Regions from separate parts of the Mus musculus genome. Here all the other regions are linked to region 1. The links are chromatin contacts, called in public HiChIP or PLAC-seq maps. All regions are on one chromosome and are shown on one strand. The core of a region is the stretch at or near the end of the contact, and the rest is flanking DNA. Distances in the headings are between cores, read along the strand shown. Region 1 holds the start of P2rx2 (purinergic receptor P2X, ligand-gated ion channel, 2). Region 2 has its middle 21 kb from the start of Fbrsl1. Region 3 overlaps Fbrsl1 (fibrosin-like 1).

Region 1 (4,448 bases), core at 585-3,084:
AGGTAGTTTTTGGAACTGCTGAGTTCCCAGTGGCCCTACCTCCTTGCCTCAGGTCCACTTGCTCCTCTGTGCAGCGAGAGCAGCCAAACTGCAGTTTCCAAGCAGACGTCAGCCTTGAAGTAGAGGGTTACAGGTTAGCCAAGGGTACTTGGCCTCAAGTCTCTGAGCAGTAACTCAACTCCACTCCACTTCCTGCCCCGCCCTCTGCACAGAATGTAGAGATTCCGTGGACATGGCCTCCCACCATACTTTACCTGCTTTCCTGCTTTTTGCTTCTGTTCCAAATCAAGACCAGCTACCAATAGCCAAACAAACCCCTACCCAGCAGTGTAGGACACCCACTCTTTGTGCCCCCTCCCCACTGTCCTCCCCACCCCCCACCCCGCCCTAGGACCACAACTCCTTAGGCACCCAGAGTTCCCTTTCTCCACTCCTAAGTCAGGTGCTCATGTCTGGTGCTGACTCTGCCCCCTGATAATAGTCTCAGTTTGTTCTCATTTATCAATCCTTCTGTCTGTTCTATAGTGTGTGGGCTGTTCGTTCACTTGAGATTTTTGCCCCTGGGTGGGGGGCGTGGAGACTTAACCCAGGGCCTCACAAGTACTAGACAAGTGTTCCACCACCTAGCTCCAGCAGCTCTCCTTGTTAGCTCTTTAATGATTGACTAGGACTGACTACTTACAATCCTCCTGTCTCCACCTCTCAAGTGGTGGGATTACTGGTTTTGTATAAGCATGCTCAGCCTCAGGCAAATTAAAGCAGGACTTTTCTAAGAAAGAAGGACTCACAAAGAATGGCACCAGGATCCATGAAGGTCCTTGGTGGAAAACAGGAAGGATGTGATCAGCTTGGTGATTTCGGGTGGGGAGGTCCTGTCTGGAAGGGATCTGGACAACTGGCGTCTGAGATGGGCCAAGACCCAGTCTTTTGTTACAAAATATTCCCTAAAATTATGCATTCAGTTGTTCTAAATTAGATTGCCGTTGCTCCCTAGGCACTGGTCAGATTTAATCAAACAGTTCAAATATGCAATTTAGCTGTACTATTAGCAACAGCAAAGAGATGTCCAGGTTTGCCAAGGATGGATTTGCTCTGGTCTTACTTTGAAGTATTAGCAAAGATGTGGGTGGATCTTGAAAACACGATAAAGCCAGACGTAGGTATCGTATTTCAAATAAAAACCTTTTTGAGACATGAAGACTACTGTGGGAACAGGAATGGCGGCTTTATGGACAGGGGTTTGTTCTGAGGTGGGAGAACGGGTTTTGTGTTGTCCAATGAAGGGGACTGCACAACGTACAGCAGCATGTACTACACTCATTGGGTTGTTCATACGCTAAATGCATTTTATTTCCATAAAAGACAGCTTAAAATCATCTCGCTGAGACATATTAAGATGTTTGGTATTTGCTTCAAATAACCTGGGCGCAGGAGAGACCTGATCAGTTACCAGCAAACAATTTCGGTTTGCAAGGGGTGTGGGGGGGTTGGAGGGGGAAGCGGAATTAACATCCCAATGCTGGGCAGTTCCTTGGAGAAATGAGGGTTGGGGCTGCGCCCTTGTGTGTCTGCTATGAGAAACCTGGGGTGCCTGCCGTCAGCCCCTGATCCTCTGAGTGATGAGGAAAGCGCCCAGTGTGGAGCTTCTCTTGGGCTCCTCCCGGGGCTCTCCGGGCTGGCCTGGCCTCTCCGCTCTTCTTGTCACCAAACTGGAGTTGTGATCCACCAACTGCACCACCAGGCTGCACTCTGAGCCGCACCCCGCCGCACCTGCAGTCTTCAGTAAGACTGGAAAGGGACTAGATTGCTACTGTCACAAAGGGCGGGGAGCGAGGCCACACCCCCAGCCTGCCCACGAGAGGCCGAGAGTGTGAGGCGCTCCAGCAGCTCTTGTGGACCGAGCTCCTTGGGCCATGGCCGCTGCACAGCCCCGGCTTCCCGCGGGGGCGGCCATGGTCCGGCGCTTGGCCCGGGGCTGCTGGTCCGCGTTCTGGGACTACGAGACGCCCAAGGTGATCGTGGTGCGGAATCGGCGCCTGGGATTCGTGCACCGCATGGTGCAGCTGCTCATTCTGCTTTACTTCGTGTGGTGCGCCGGCCGGGGCACAGTGGGCAATCGGGCGGGAGGGGATACTCAGCCCTGGGCTTGTGCGGGCGCCCTTAGGGCTTTAGGAGAGGGATATCCTGGTCTCTCCAGGGTTGCCTCCGGAGCCGGCACCGCCCTATCCCACAGGTACGTCTTCATCGTGCAGAAAAGCTACCAGGATAGCGAAACCGGTCCGGAGAGCTCCATCATCACCAAAGTCAAGGGGATCACCATGTCGGAACACAAAGTGTGGGACGTGGAGGAATACGTAAAGCCCCCGGAGGTGCGGCGCTTCCTGCCCCAGGCCCGATGCTCCTCCGCGGTGTGACCCGTCTGAGTGAGCTGACAGGCCCACCGCGCCTTTATTTCTGCACCCAGGGGGGCAGTGTAGTCAGCATCATCACCAGGATCGAGGTTACTCCTTCCCAGACCCTGGGAACATGCCCAGAGGTGAGGCCGGTCAAGGGTGGTCTGGGAAAACCTAGGCCAGTTGCAGAGTCTACCCTCTAACCTACAATCTCCACCCTAGAGCATGAGGGTTCACAGCTCTACCTGCCATTTAGATGACGACTGTGTGGCCGGACAGCTGGACATGCAGGGCAATGGTCAGTGTGCATCAGGGACAGTGGGGAAGGCAGGGTTAGCCTGACCTCAGTAGATTAACCAGTGTGTGTCCTGTAGGGATTCGGACAGGACGCTGTGTACCCTATTACCATGGGGACTCCAAGACCTGCGAGGTGTCAGCCTGGTGCCCGGTGGAGGATGGGACTTCTGAAAAGTATGCAGGATCTACAGACCCCATCGGCAGTCTCCTTTCTCCTTACTGATGAAGATCAGATTAACTGGGAGGAGGAGGGAGACCATGTCCTCCTTCCTGCCCTTGGGATTTGGGGGAAAGGAGACTAAACCACTGTCTGTAACTTTGCAGCCATTTTCTGGGTAAAATGGCCCCAAATTTCACCATCCTCATCAAGAACAGCATCCACTATCCCAAGTTCAAGTTCTCCAAGTGAGTCTGAGGAGTAATTGCAAATGCCCGACCAGTATGTAGGCATGTGCTGGGAGCAGGTGTTTGTTTTCTGCTTCTCCTTAGGGGCAACATTGCAAGCCAGAAGAGTGACTACCTGAAGCACTGCACGTTTGATCAGGACTCTGATCCATACTGTCCCATCTTCAGGCTGGGCTTCATTGTAGAGCAAGCAGGAGAGAACTTCACAGAACTGGCACACAAGGTAAGGATCAGAGGGCATGGGGACAGAGAAGCTGGGTGTCAGCATTTGCTGCCTAGGAAGGGTTTTACTGCATCTAGATGTACCTTCTTTGTCTTGGTTAGCTTTAGCTGTGTTTAGGCAGAGGGGAGAAATGTGATCACGGTCTGTGCAGGCACCCGCTCAATTATTGACACCTGGTCCCATGACTGGTGCTAGTACCTCACTGCCTCCAAAACCAGAAATGACTAGCTCTCTGGACCTTTGGCTCTGAGCTGAACCCTATTCCTTGAGGTTTTTCTGCTTTATGTTCTTCAGCCCTCCTTGGCTCACTTCTCTGCAGGGCGGTGTCATTGGGGTCATCATCAACTGGAACTGTGACCTGGACTTGTCTGAATCAGAGTGCAACCCCAAATATTCTTTCCGGAGGCTCGACCCCAAGTATGACCCTGCCTCTTCAGGCTACAACTTCAGGTACCTTGTTCTGGATCCATGACAGACAGTGGTGGCTGTGTTGACTATAGTCCCACCAGAAGAAGTCCTAAAGAGAGGAAGATGGGTGTGTTCGAGTGCCACAGTCCTCAGACTGACAGCTTTGACATTACTTTGGTTCCCTCGACCCTAGGTTTGCCAAATATTACAAGATAAACGGCACCACCACCACTCGAACTCTCATCAAAGCCTATGGGATTCGAATTGACGTTATTGTGCATGGACAGGTACGCACGGCTGAAGGGTTCCACCTAGGCCTGTGCTGGGCTAGCTCCATGCCCCTTATAGCATCCCATCCTCAAGCAGCCTGTGTTGAAGGTCTAACTAAATGCATGTCTGTTGTCTACAGGCAGGGAAATTCAGTCTCATTCCCACCATCATCAATCTGGCCACTGCTCTGACCTCCATCGGGGTGGTAAGAAATCCAGATCCCCTTAGGGGTCTGAGTCAGGTAGGGAGTGCTTGGTATGCCTTTACCCACTCGCACCTGCTGATTTCAGGGCTCCTTTCTGTGTGACTGGATTTTGTTAACGTTCATGAACAAAAACAAGCTCTACAGCCATAAGAAGTTCGACAAGGTGCGTACCCCAAGGCACCCCTCAAGTAGATGGCCTGTGACCCTTGCCCTTGTCTTGGGCCAGATCCCTCCCCCACCTAGTCAC
Region 2 (4,448 bases), core at 1,314-3,813, 130 kb before region 1:
GCTCCCCTGGGCTTGCGGGCAAGAGGACAGACAAGGTCTAACTGTGTCTGTTTCTGTCTCCTGAGAACGGTAATGTGCCCTTCCAAACCCTCTGAAAGAGTCTGAAATGGGGAGGCTGGAAGGAAGACTGGCCTGGAAAACTCTATGTAGCTCATGCTGGCCAAGCCTAGCTGTTCTTTGTTTTGTTTTGTTTTTGTTTTTGTTTTTTAAAGAAAGATTGCCACGAGAAAGACACAACAGAAAAAGAAGAAAAAGGGGATTAAAAAGAAAAGTTGCCACTGTATAGACCTGGCTAGCCACCAACTCTCAGCAATATCTTTTTTTGTTTGTTTGTTTGTTTGTTTTCGAGACAGGGTTTCTCTGTGTAGCCCTGGCTGTCCTGGAACTCACTCTGTAGACCAGGCTACTGCCTCCCAAGTACTGGGATTAAAAGAGTGCGCCACCACTGCCGGCTTCTCAGCAATATTCTTGCCTCAGCCACGGGGTTAGGGTTAAGTCTCAAACCCTGGGACAAAAGGCTGAGGTGCCTATTTAACATATCAAAGTGGACCTGGCCACCAGGTTCTCCCAGCCTCAACCAATTACTCAAGGCTTGTATACCCTGCCCCCTTCTCTAAACCTTTCTCCAGCCCAAGATCCTCTGGGCTGCCCTTCCCCCAGCTGCCCTTCCCTATATACTCTGGCCATTTTGGCTATTCCTCCTCTTTGGGCCTCCTAGCCACTATACCTAGTTCCTCTCCTTCCCCTCTCCCTTCCTCTTCTCACATAGCTCAGGGTTATAACCACTCTGGAATCTCCCAGATGTGTCTACCTCTACCTATGTTCTTCCCTCTATCTACAACAAATTTTCTCCACCATACCTAAGAACAGTCACATTCTTTCTTTTTTGTTTCCTCTTCTTCCTTCCTTCCTTCCTTCCTTCCTTCCTTCCTTTCTTTTTCTTTTTCTTTGTTAGGATTACAGAGATGTATCCAAATTCAGCAATGTTCTTTGGAATTTGTCTCAAAGAGCCAAGTCAAGGGGCCCTGGCAGAAGCCCTTAAATCTTACCTATTGAAACCCTCAAAATGTGGCCTCATTGGGAAAATCCCAGGTACCATTATGCGATGTCTCCATTCTTCAAGACAGGGTCTCTCTGTATAGCCTTAGCTGTCCTGGAAAGCTCTCTGGAGACACAGAGATCCACCTGCCTCTCCCTCCCCAGGGCTAGGATTAAAGGTGTGCCTAGGGGATGGCATTGGACAGACAGAGGCAGTGGATCTACATAGTAAGTTCTAGGACAGCTAGAGACCCTGTCTCAAAACAAACCAACTGAAAGTATCCATAGGTCAGCCAGGGTTAGGACAGGCTGGGAACCAAGGTCCGGTGCTTTTATCAGAGGAGGTGGGAGAAGGAAGACCTTGAGGAACAGAAGAGATAAGGGTGGCCAGGCCACAAGCCCTGGAGCCTCTGGAAAGCAAGAGAAGGGAGAATGGCCTAGGGACACAGCAGGCATTGAAGTCCTTTTAGGGTAAAATGTTAAGGGGGTGGAGGGATGAATTACTAAAATGCAAAACTATTCCCCTACTCCCACTTGCTAAAGTATTGACTAGCCAGTGAAGGGCACCAGTGCTGGCATTCTGTCTAGGCTATGTCCTACAGTTTCCTGGCAACAGCCAGGTGCACCTGACTCACTATAAAAGGAGCTGCTTGCCCCCCCCTCTTTCTTGCTCCCTTGCTTCTGCTCCCCCCCTCTCCCCATTCCCCTTCCTCCCCTCTCTCTACATGTTCATGGCCGGCCTCTACTCCTTTACTCTCTCTCTCTCACTTCCTCTCTGTCTCTATGCCCTCAACTCCCTTCCCCATGTCCTGAATAAACTCTATTCTATACTGGTCCCTCAAGGGATGCCTCAGCATGGGCGCACAGAGCCCCCCCCTGCCCCCCCCCACCTGACTGCACATCCACCAAACATATTCCTTCTCCTTATAGTTTTCTAAAACACAACAACCAACTGTGTCTCTAGCAATAGTCACGGTTCTACCCCTGTGGGGTTCCACAAGGTACTTTGCAACTTCATGGCACCCAACCACAGGTCACACACCAGATTCCACTCCCAGCATAAAGGCTGAGGAGAGTTCTCCTCTGCTTAGCTTTAATAGAAGAGACCTGTTTGTCTCCCAGATTTTTTGGTACCTATACCAGTAAGTCTTTGCTTACACTTAGCAATCAAGGCCTAACCGGTGCACTTTGTAATTCAAGTGTTAGCGGGAGAGGTAGAGCAAGCTCAAGGGTTCAAGGTCATCCTCAGCTAGGAGAAAGCTTAAGGTCTGGCGGAGAGACGAAATTCAATTCAAATAACAAAAACAAGCACTGTAATGTATGCCTTTAGTCTCCGTAGGGAGTAGGTGGATTTCTTGGAGTTTAAGGCAAACTTGTCTGCAAAACAAATTCCAAAACAAAAACAAAAAAGATACAAAAGAAGAGGGAGCTCCAGAAACGGCTCAAGGGTTAGCGCTGCCCTTCAGAGCCACAAAAGACTGCCACTTCCCAGATGGCGTGCACACCACTCCCATGCTAACTTTTTTACCTAAAAGTGTGTTCCCCCTGCAGCCTCCCCACCCACCACCCCTGTAGGCTGCCACTGTAGTCCCTTCACCTGGAGGTCATGGTGTTCTGATGATGATGAAGGTGGTGGCAATAACAATGACAATGACAGTGATAAGACATGAGCTGCTTTTCAGTTCACTGCAACAAAGACCTGACCTCCTCCCCACCCCTACCCCCTCCCCAAAAAAAAACAACTTAGAAGACAACCTGGTGTCAGTGGCACACAACTTTGATCCCAGCACTGGGGAGACAGAGGCAGTTTAGGGCCAGCCTGGTCTACAGAGTGAGTTCAGGGACAGCCTATGCTACACAGAGAAACTCAACAAGAGGAAGAAAGGAAACCTTACATGAATGAAAGACTCACCACCGTTTCAGAGACCACGGTCCACGGTTACTAGGATCCATGAGCCTTGGCAGAACGGTTACGGTACAGAACAGCTCATAAAGGAGAGGCCTGCTCACTTCATAGCAGGCAAGAAACAGGGTGAGGGTACAACCAGGGACCAGGTAGAACCTCTAAAGCTGCGCTCCCTGTGGCCTCCTCCCTCCGGCTGGACAGGATCTCCTAAGGTTCCCACCATCTCTGAATAGGCACCACTTTCTCAGCATGATGGCTGCTATGTCTGAGGGTTGGGACTAAAACATGGCAGGCACGTCTTTCCAGCCCAGATCCTGTGTACCCCCTTGGGGTCCTCAGGAGGACATCTGGCACAGCTGAGAAAGGAATGGAAGCTGGTCCCAACCCTGGGATTCTGGAGAGCCTCTTCCAGCCTTCTGGGCACTGGGTTCTGATTCCTATGTGGGAAATCTGCCCTGAATCTTACTCTATGCTCGTCGGGATACACAGCCAGCATCACCGCTTCCAGTCTTCTTGGAGAGCCACTACATGTTTGCCAATTGCTGGATATGACCCAGCTATTGCCATGGAAACACCAGAGTGTGTGAACTTTGCCTGGCACATGTATCCTTCTGACAGGGCACCTGCTACAAGCACCCTCCGTGAGAACAGCAAGGAGCCTACTAGCAGAAGGTACAGGCAGTCATGGACCTAGACTATGGCTGCCCAGGGCCACAGAGTCCTTTGGAGGCTATTGCACTCCCTGGGTGAGCCTATTTGCCTTCTTTTTACACTAATTGTACCTCAGCCACCTGAGAAACCTTCCAGCCTCCTCCAAGCAAAACCTTTAGTCAGTCTCCTGGGGGCGGGAAAATCCTCAGGAAGCTGGCAATAAGACACCAGGCTCGAACCTTTTCAGCCCCTGAGCAGGCCATAGCTGACATCCCCACACATAAGCACTGTTCTATTTGTACTTAACATCTGACTGGGCTGTTTGTCTCTTCCGTGTGAGAGTCCCCCTCATGTCCTTCCTTGTGCTGCTGTCCTGGTTTCACCCAAGCCCTTAGGCCCCTGAGCAGGTCACCCTCTCCAGGTATGTGATTCCTAGTACCCACAAGGACCCCTCCACTCACCCATTTTTGTGCCGTCAGATCCTCCAGGACACTCCAGGCGATCAGCCTCATTCCATCCCCAGAAGGATGCTGAGTCGTGAGTCAGTAAAGCTGGGGGTGGTAAGAAACATCCTTGCCTGGCACTGAGCCTTTTCCTTCTCAACAAACCTTCAGGTGTTATTTCCTGGGCAGTCTGCAGTGACCCCGCGCTCTGGAAAGACAGAAGTGCTTCTGTGAGTACAGTGGCTGGAGGGCTGGTATCCTATACCTGGTACTCTGTGTGTGCATGTCTGTGCATAGGCATGGTAAACATTGTGCCGTATGGACAGCTGTGTGTCTAAGTGTGTGTATGTGTATGGGTGAAAGCAAATATGCCTGTCTGTGGGTATATGTGGGAAGTCCATGTACACATG
Region 3 (4,448 bases), core at 1,142-3,641, 78 kb before region 1:
TCTTTTGCTGTGCCAGCACCTGTTCTAGGGTCTCAGAAGACATGGGAAGTCAGGACTCAGACCTAACAACGAGTAAGGGTTATGGCTGGGGAAAAGAGGGTATCAGAGATAGTCACAGTTGAGCCTCATTCAGCATGGTCTTGCCCTGCTGAAGTCTGGTTGCAGCACTGTGAGATCCAGTGAGTCAGGGTTACTGCCTGGCACAGCTCACTCCAGGAGGGCATCGGTTACTTGGGTAACTTGGGTCAGTCCCAAGCTTAGACTCAAGATGTCTATCCCTGGGTAGCCTCCAGAGTCCTTCTGATGACCATGGGTCAGTAGGAGCAGGGGTCATTCCCCTAAAAAGAGTAGGCACGCCAGGTGTGGTGGCACACGCCTTTAATCCCAGCACTCGGGTGGCAGAGGCAGGTGGATTTCTGAGCGCCAGGCCAGCCTGGTCTACAAAGTGAGTTCCAGGACAGCCAGAGCTATACAGAAAAGTCCTGTCTCAAAAAACCAAAAAAAAAAAAAAAAAAAAAAAAAAAAAGAATAGGCATAGAGTGACTGCTGAAGGGCCAGAGCCATGGGCGCAACATCTATAGAGAATGCACTTGTGTGTACAGGACACACCATGTACATATGGTATAATGTGCACATGGGGTGCACTGTACACATAGGATGTATTATGCACATAGAATGCCATGTATTCAAGATGTACTTATGGCATACATGGAATACCATACATGCTTACATGCTTGGCATGGTGTGTTCATTTGGCATGCTGCCCATACATGATACACAGTATATGTAGGATGACATGCTGTGCATACAGGATACATTGTATATATAGGATAGCATGTTGTACATACAGGATACACCGTATATATAGGTTGACATGCTGCAAGTGTATCTTCCACTGGCTCTTCACCTTGAACAATGGGGAGCCAACCATGCGTCCACCTCTCTGGCCTACCCTGGGTCTGATGCCTGAGGGAGCTGCTGCCCCTTGCAGGGATTTTCCAGGGCTTATAGCAGAAAGTAGCCAGGCAGCCATATTCTTCATCCTCGGTCCAGGAAGTGAACTGCCCTATCCTTGTCTCCCTCTTTCAAGTGCAGAGGTTAAGTGGACTGTAGGAAGCCACAAGTAAAGCATTCGTCTGGGTATGAAACAGTTGAGGTGGTGTGTCTGTCTCCCTGTGACTACTCCAGCATGGATGGGACTCATCAGACTCCTGCATACCATCCTGGCTATGTCCTGTACTTACCCAGGGTTGCTATTCCTACGGTCTTGTTTGTGTTTTCAGCCTGAATAATGGGATTCCAGGGTCCAGTGGGCCTTTGTGTGTATCCCCTTGAAGTGTTCTAGAGCATAAAGGTATCTGGGGAGCAGGTGAGGTGCGTACACTAGATAGTATGCATTTCATGGACAACCTCAGACATGTACATGATCACACGTGTGTCCACGTGTGCTCTCTGGGTCTGGGTTCTGGTAGACTTTCTAACTTCTGCAAGTGAAAAGGGATACTTCTGGTCCCTTCATCATCTGCTCAGCAACAGATGGCTCAGGGCCCAACCCTTGGACAGGCTAGCTCTGTACCCAAAACCTCAGTGTATCTGAGTACTAGAGTAAACCACATGCTTCCTACCTGGGACAGCAAGCAGTTCACTTGGCCCCCAGCCCTGGAAGCGTGACTTCCATGTGCAGCCTGGTGTTGAGTAGGGGGAAGGAGGCACCTCATTGCTAGAGCCACTGTTCATGGCTGCTGGAGCCCTTTCTCAGCCTGCTAGTCTGGTTGCCCTGGTTAGCGGAACTCTGGAAATTGGCAGGCATTTCTGGGGGTTTACCAGAAATAAAGCCAGTTTGCCTCACAACACTGCCCTTGCTTTGGTCCTGCCCATTGGAGTGAATTAGGACTCTTTTCACTCTGCCCTCCTGTCTGCCCGAGCAGTGTCAGCTGAAGCCCTGTGTGTATTTCAGCCTTTGGCAGGCACTGGTGCCAAGGAGTGGACTCCCCCACTCTAGGTCCCACTGATCACATGTGGTACCTCAGTTTCTCTGCCTGACTAGTCGGTGACGTGCACACGAGTAACACTGAACAGGTTTGGGTTATCGTAGTTTCTATGTCCCATGGCCTACCCAGAAAGAATTACACCAGGAAGGAGGGAGTGTTTCACTAGTACATGCTGGCAGAGGCTGCTGGATGGTGGGGAAGCAGCCTGGCTCACCAGCCTACTTCATCCAAACTTCTGGACCTTGGGACATGCCAGGCTACAAGATCAGTGCATTGTAAGCTAGCTTGGGAACCCAGCAGGACAATATTGGCCTTTCTTTGAGCTCTTGTGAGCTCTCTCTGTCTGGAGAGACTAATCATTGCTCCACCTCCCTTCGTTTCACTTCCTGGAACTCTCCTGCCCTCTTGTCTGGAAGCCTTCTTTCTCCTTGCAACTTCCTCATAGATCTGCACAGCCCAGAGCCAAGGGCTGAGTCCCACCAAGAACAATTAAAGCCTGGAGCAAGAGAGGCAGCTCAGTGATAAAAGCACTGTATGCTCTTCCAGAGGACTTGGATTCAATTCCCAGCACCTGGGTGGTTGTTCACAGACTTCTGTAGTTCCAGTTCCAGGAGATCGATGGCCTCTGGGTCTCTGTGGGCGATGCATGCACATGGTACACACACATATATGTAGGCAAAACACCTGTACACAAAATAAAAATAAACAAATATCAAGGAAAGAGTTGTAAACCAGAGAGATGGCTCAGTGGGTAAAGGTACTTGTTGCTAAACCTGGCAACTCGTGTTCAAATTCCTGGAACCCACATGGTGAAAGGAAAGAAGTGATTTCCCACAAGTTGTCCTCGAAGTTCCACATACGCACTGTGGGCTGCATACTCACATGCATATATACCCAACATAGTGTATAAATTAAGCTACTACATGAGGCTGGATGAAAGACCAGACATGAGGCTCCATCAACATAGCCAGCCTATAAGACTAGTAAAATAACTGTGGTCTCAGAGGTGACCTCAGAAACCCAGAAAGGACTACAAGGGGAGAGGTAGAGACTGAATGTGGCTGTGTCCCCCTGGGGTGCATGTGCAGTTGCATGGACTCCATGTTGGCGGACATCCAAGCCCAGGAGAACTGCTCAGAAGTACCTGCCCGCCCACGGATTTGTAAGGGAGCTGTGTGTGTCGGCAAAGTACCTGTGGTTCCTCCCTGAGACTGGGCTTCCAGCCATTCCCTGTAAACCTCCTGGGCCACTGAGGTTGCACAGGAGCCTGTAGGCCATAGTCACCCAGACATGTTACAGGAGCAAACTTCAAATGATTGGAGCAGCCTTGACCTCTCTTCCATGTCTGGAGCCTCCTAAACTGGTGCCTGCAAACTCGCCCACCTTTGTCCATCCTTGTGGTTGTGTCACAGAACAAATGAAACACTGCCAACATAGAGCGGCCCTTTGGTGGTCGGTCCTCCTACCTTTCTCTGCAGTTTGCCCTCTTAGCACGTGCTGCTGTCTTTCAGGCTGGCTTTTTTTTCCCCTTACAGTAACTGGGAGCCATATGATTTTGAAGGCCCCATGCATGGAAGGGTGTGTGTCTGTCCGTTGTCCAGAAGGGCCCAGTGTACAAGAACTCGGGGCACGTTGGCTTGTAGAGCTGGTTATTTGGGTCGATGAGCGGATGGACTGGTGGCTGGTCTACAAGGCCTAAAAGTAGCTATAAGTATAGCTATTCTCATCTGCCCCCCCACCCCTCAAGCAAACAAGCCGCTTTCTGACTCTAGGCTGACGGAGGTTCACTGATTTCATCCTTCCATAAATGCCGGAGATGGAAGCATGGTATCTCCCTGCCTCTGGCATAGCTCATAGGAAACTTCCTCAGAGTGAGTAAAAAGCCAGAAACACCAAAGGGCAAGCAGGTGGCGCTGTTTTAGATCCACCTGGTTACAGAAGGTAATAAATATCTTCCCATGTGTCTGTTTCCAGAATACAGGACTCAGCTTTATAAAACTGCAGGAAGTGGGGTTTTCAATCCATGGACAACTACTTAAGAAAGGATAACAGCCCACATCACCTACAGGGTTCCACCATAGAGTCCTAGGGTACAGTACTCACTCCAGAGTCTGGCTTAGAGAAAAGATGGCTTCTGTAGGTATGTGCCAAGCAAAAAGCATGCCCAGCGTCCTCACAGTACAACTGCATTGGTGTATATTTCAGCCCTCACGAGTTGCCAGTGAGTCTTTGCCCACCGTGGGTCAGAAGAGAGAACACCCCCACGGCAGTCAAGCTGATGACAGAGATACCAGTAGATTCTCACTTGGTCTAGTAATGAAAAGTCCCTATAGAGTTCGTTCAGTCAGTGACTGGGATCACCTCGGGCTCCTCAGGCTGGGCTGGTTCCTCTGCAGGCTACCAGCCTTCACGTCACTGGGGCCTTAGACAGATGCCTGGGTGAGGGCCCCCACTTAG

The links. HiChIP or PLAC-seq counts read pairs in DNA pulled down with a chosen protein or histone mark.
Region 2: a contact with region 1 is called in an H3K4me3 HiChIP or PLAC-seq map of embryonic stem cells, with 4 times the contacts expected there. The contact joins the enhancer-like site here to the promoter of P2rx2 in region 1. A contact is called at or near these places in 14 of 39 promoter capture datasets (the C10 cell line, the HPC-7 cell line, cranial neural crest and 8 more), 2 of 484 Hi-C or Micro-C datasets (embryonic stem cells and liver), 3 of 115 datasets of contacts at active chromatin or transcription factors (all in embryonic stem cells) and 3 of 9 other capture datasets (adipose tissue, liver and pancreatic islet).
Region 3: an H3K4me3 HiChIP or PLAC-seq map of bone marrow-derived macrophages shows a contact between it and region 1, with 2.7 times the contacts expected there. The contact joins the enhancer-like site here to the promoter of P2rx2 in region 1. A contact is called at or near these places in 23 of 39 promoter capture datasets (the 3T3-L1 cell line, 3T3-L1-derived adipocytes, the C10 cell line and 14 more), 7 of 15 datasets of contacts at CTCF or cohesin (the G1E-ER4 cell line, the NIH/3T3 cell line, embryonic stem cells and 3 more), 140 of 484 Hi-C or Micro-C datasets (the 3T3-L1 cell line, the AML12 cell line, B cells and 79 more), 20 of 115 datasets of contacts at active chromatin or transcription factors (the HPC-7 cell line, Th17 cells, bone marrow-derived dendritic cells and 9 more) and 6 of 9 other capture datasets (adipose tissue, embryonic stem cells, embryonic tail and 3 more).

Annotation. Positions count from the first base shown.
Region 1 is chr5:110,340,421-110,344,868 of GRCm38.p6, reverse strand. It overlaps P2rx2 (purinergic receptor P2X, ligand-gated ion channel, 2), which reads left to right and starts at 1,834. Exons shown (of 11, transcript NM_153400.4): 1 at 1,834-2,089; 2 at 2,234-2,369; 3 at 2,465-2,536; 4 at 2,616-2,691; 5 at 2,768-2,864; 6 at 3,015-3,095; 7 at 3,180-3,318; 8 at 3,638-3,768; 9 at 3,920-4,013; 10 at 4,136-4,201; 11 at 4,287-4,448. The coding sequence starts at 1,914. Lrcol1 (leucine rich colipase-like 1) reads right to left here and starts at 139. Exons shown (of 6, transcript NM_001310709.1): 1 at 40-139.
Region 2 is chr5:110,467,571-110,472,018 of GRCm38.p6, reverse strand. No RefSeq gene overlaps it. Among named protein-coding and RNA genes, the nearest start is that of Fbrsl1, 21 kb to the right of the region's middle. Within about 2 kb of position 2,563, at least 11 of the 459 cell types and tissues checked have an H3K27ac peak or open chromatin away from gene starts, as enhancers often do. A contact at or near this core is called in embryonic stem cells, where this site is marked.
Region 3 is chr5:110,419,089-110,423,536 of GRCm38.p6, reverse strand. All of the region lies in intron 2 of Fbrsl1 (fibrosin-like 1), which reads left to right. Among named protein-coding and RNA genes, the nearest start is that of Fbrsl1, 27 kb to the left of the region's middle. Within about 2 kb of position 2,391, at least 35 of the 459 cell types and tissues checked have an H3K27ac peak or open chromatin away from gene starts, as enhancers often do. A contact at or near this core is called in the HPC-7 cell line, bone marrow-derived dendritic cells, bone marrow-derived macrophages and 5 more, where this site is marked.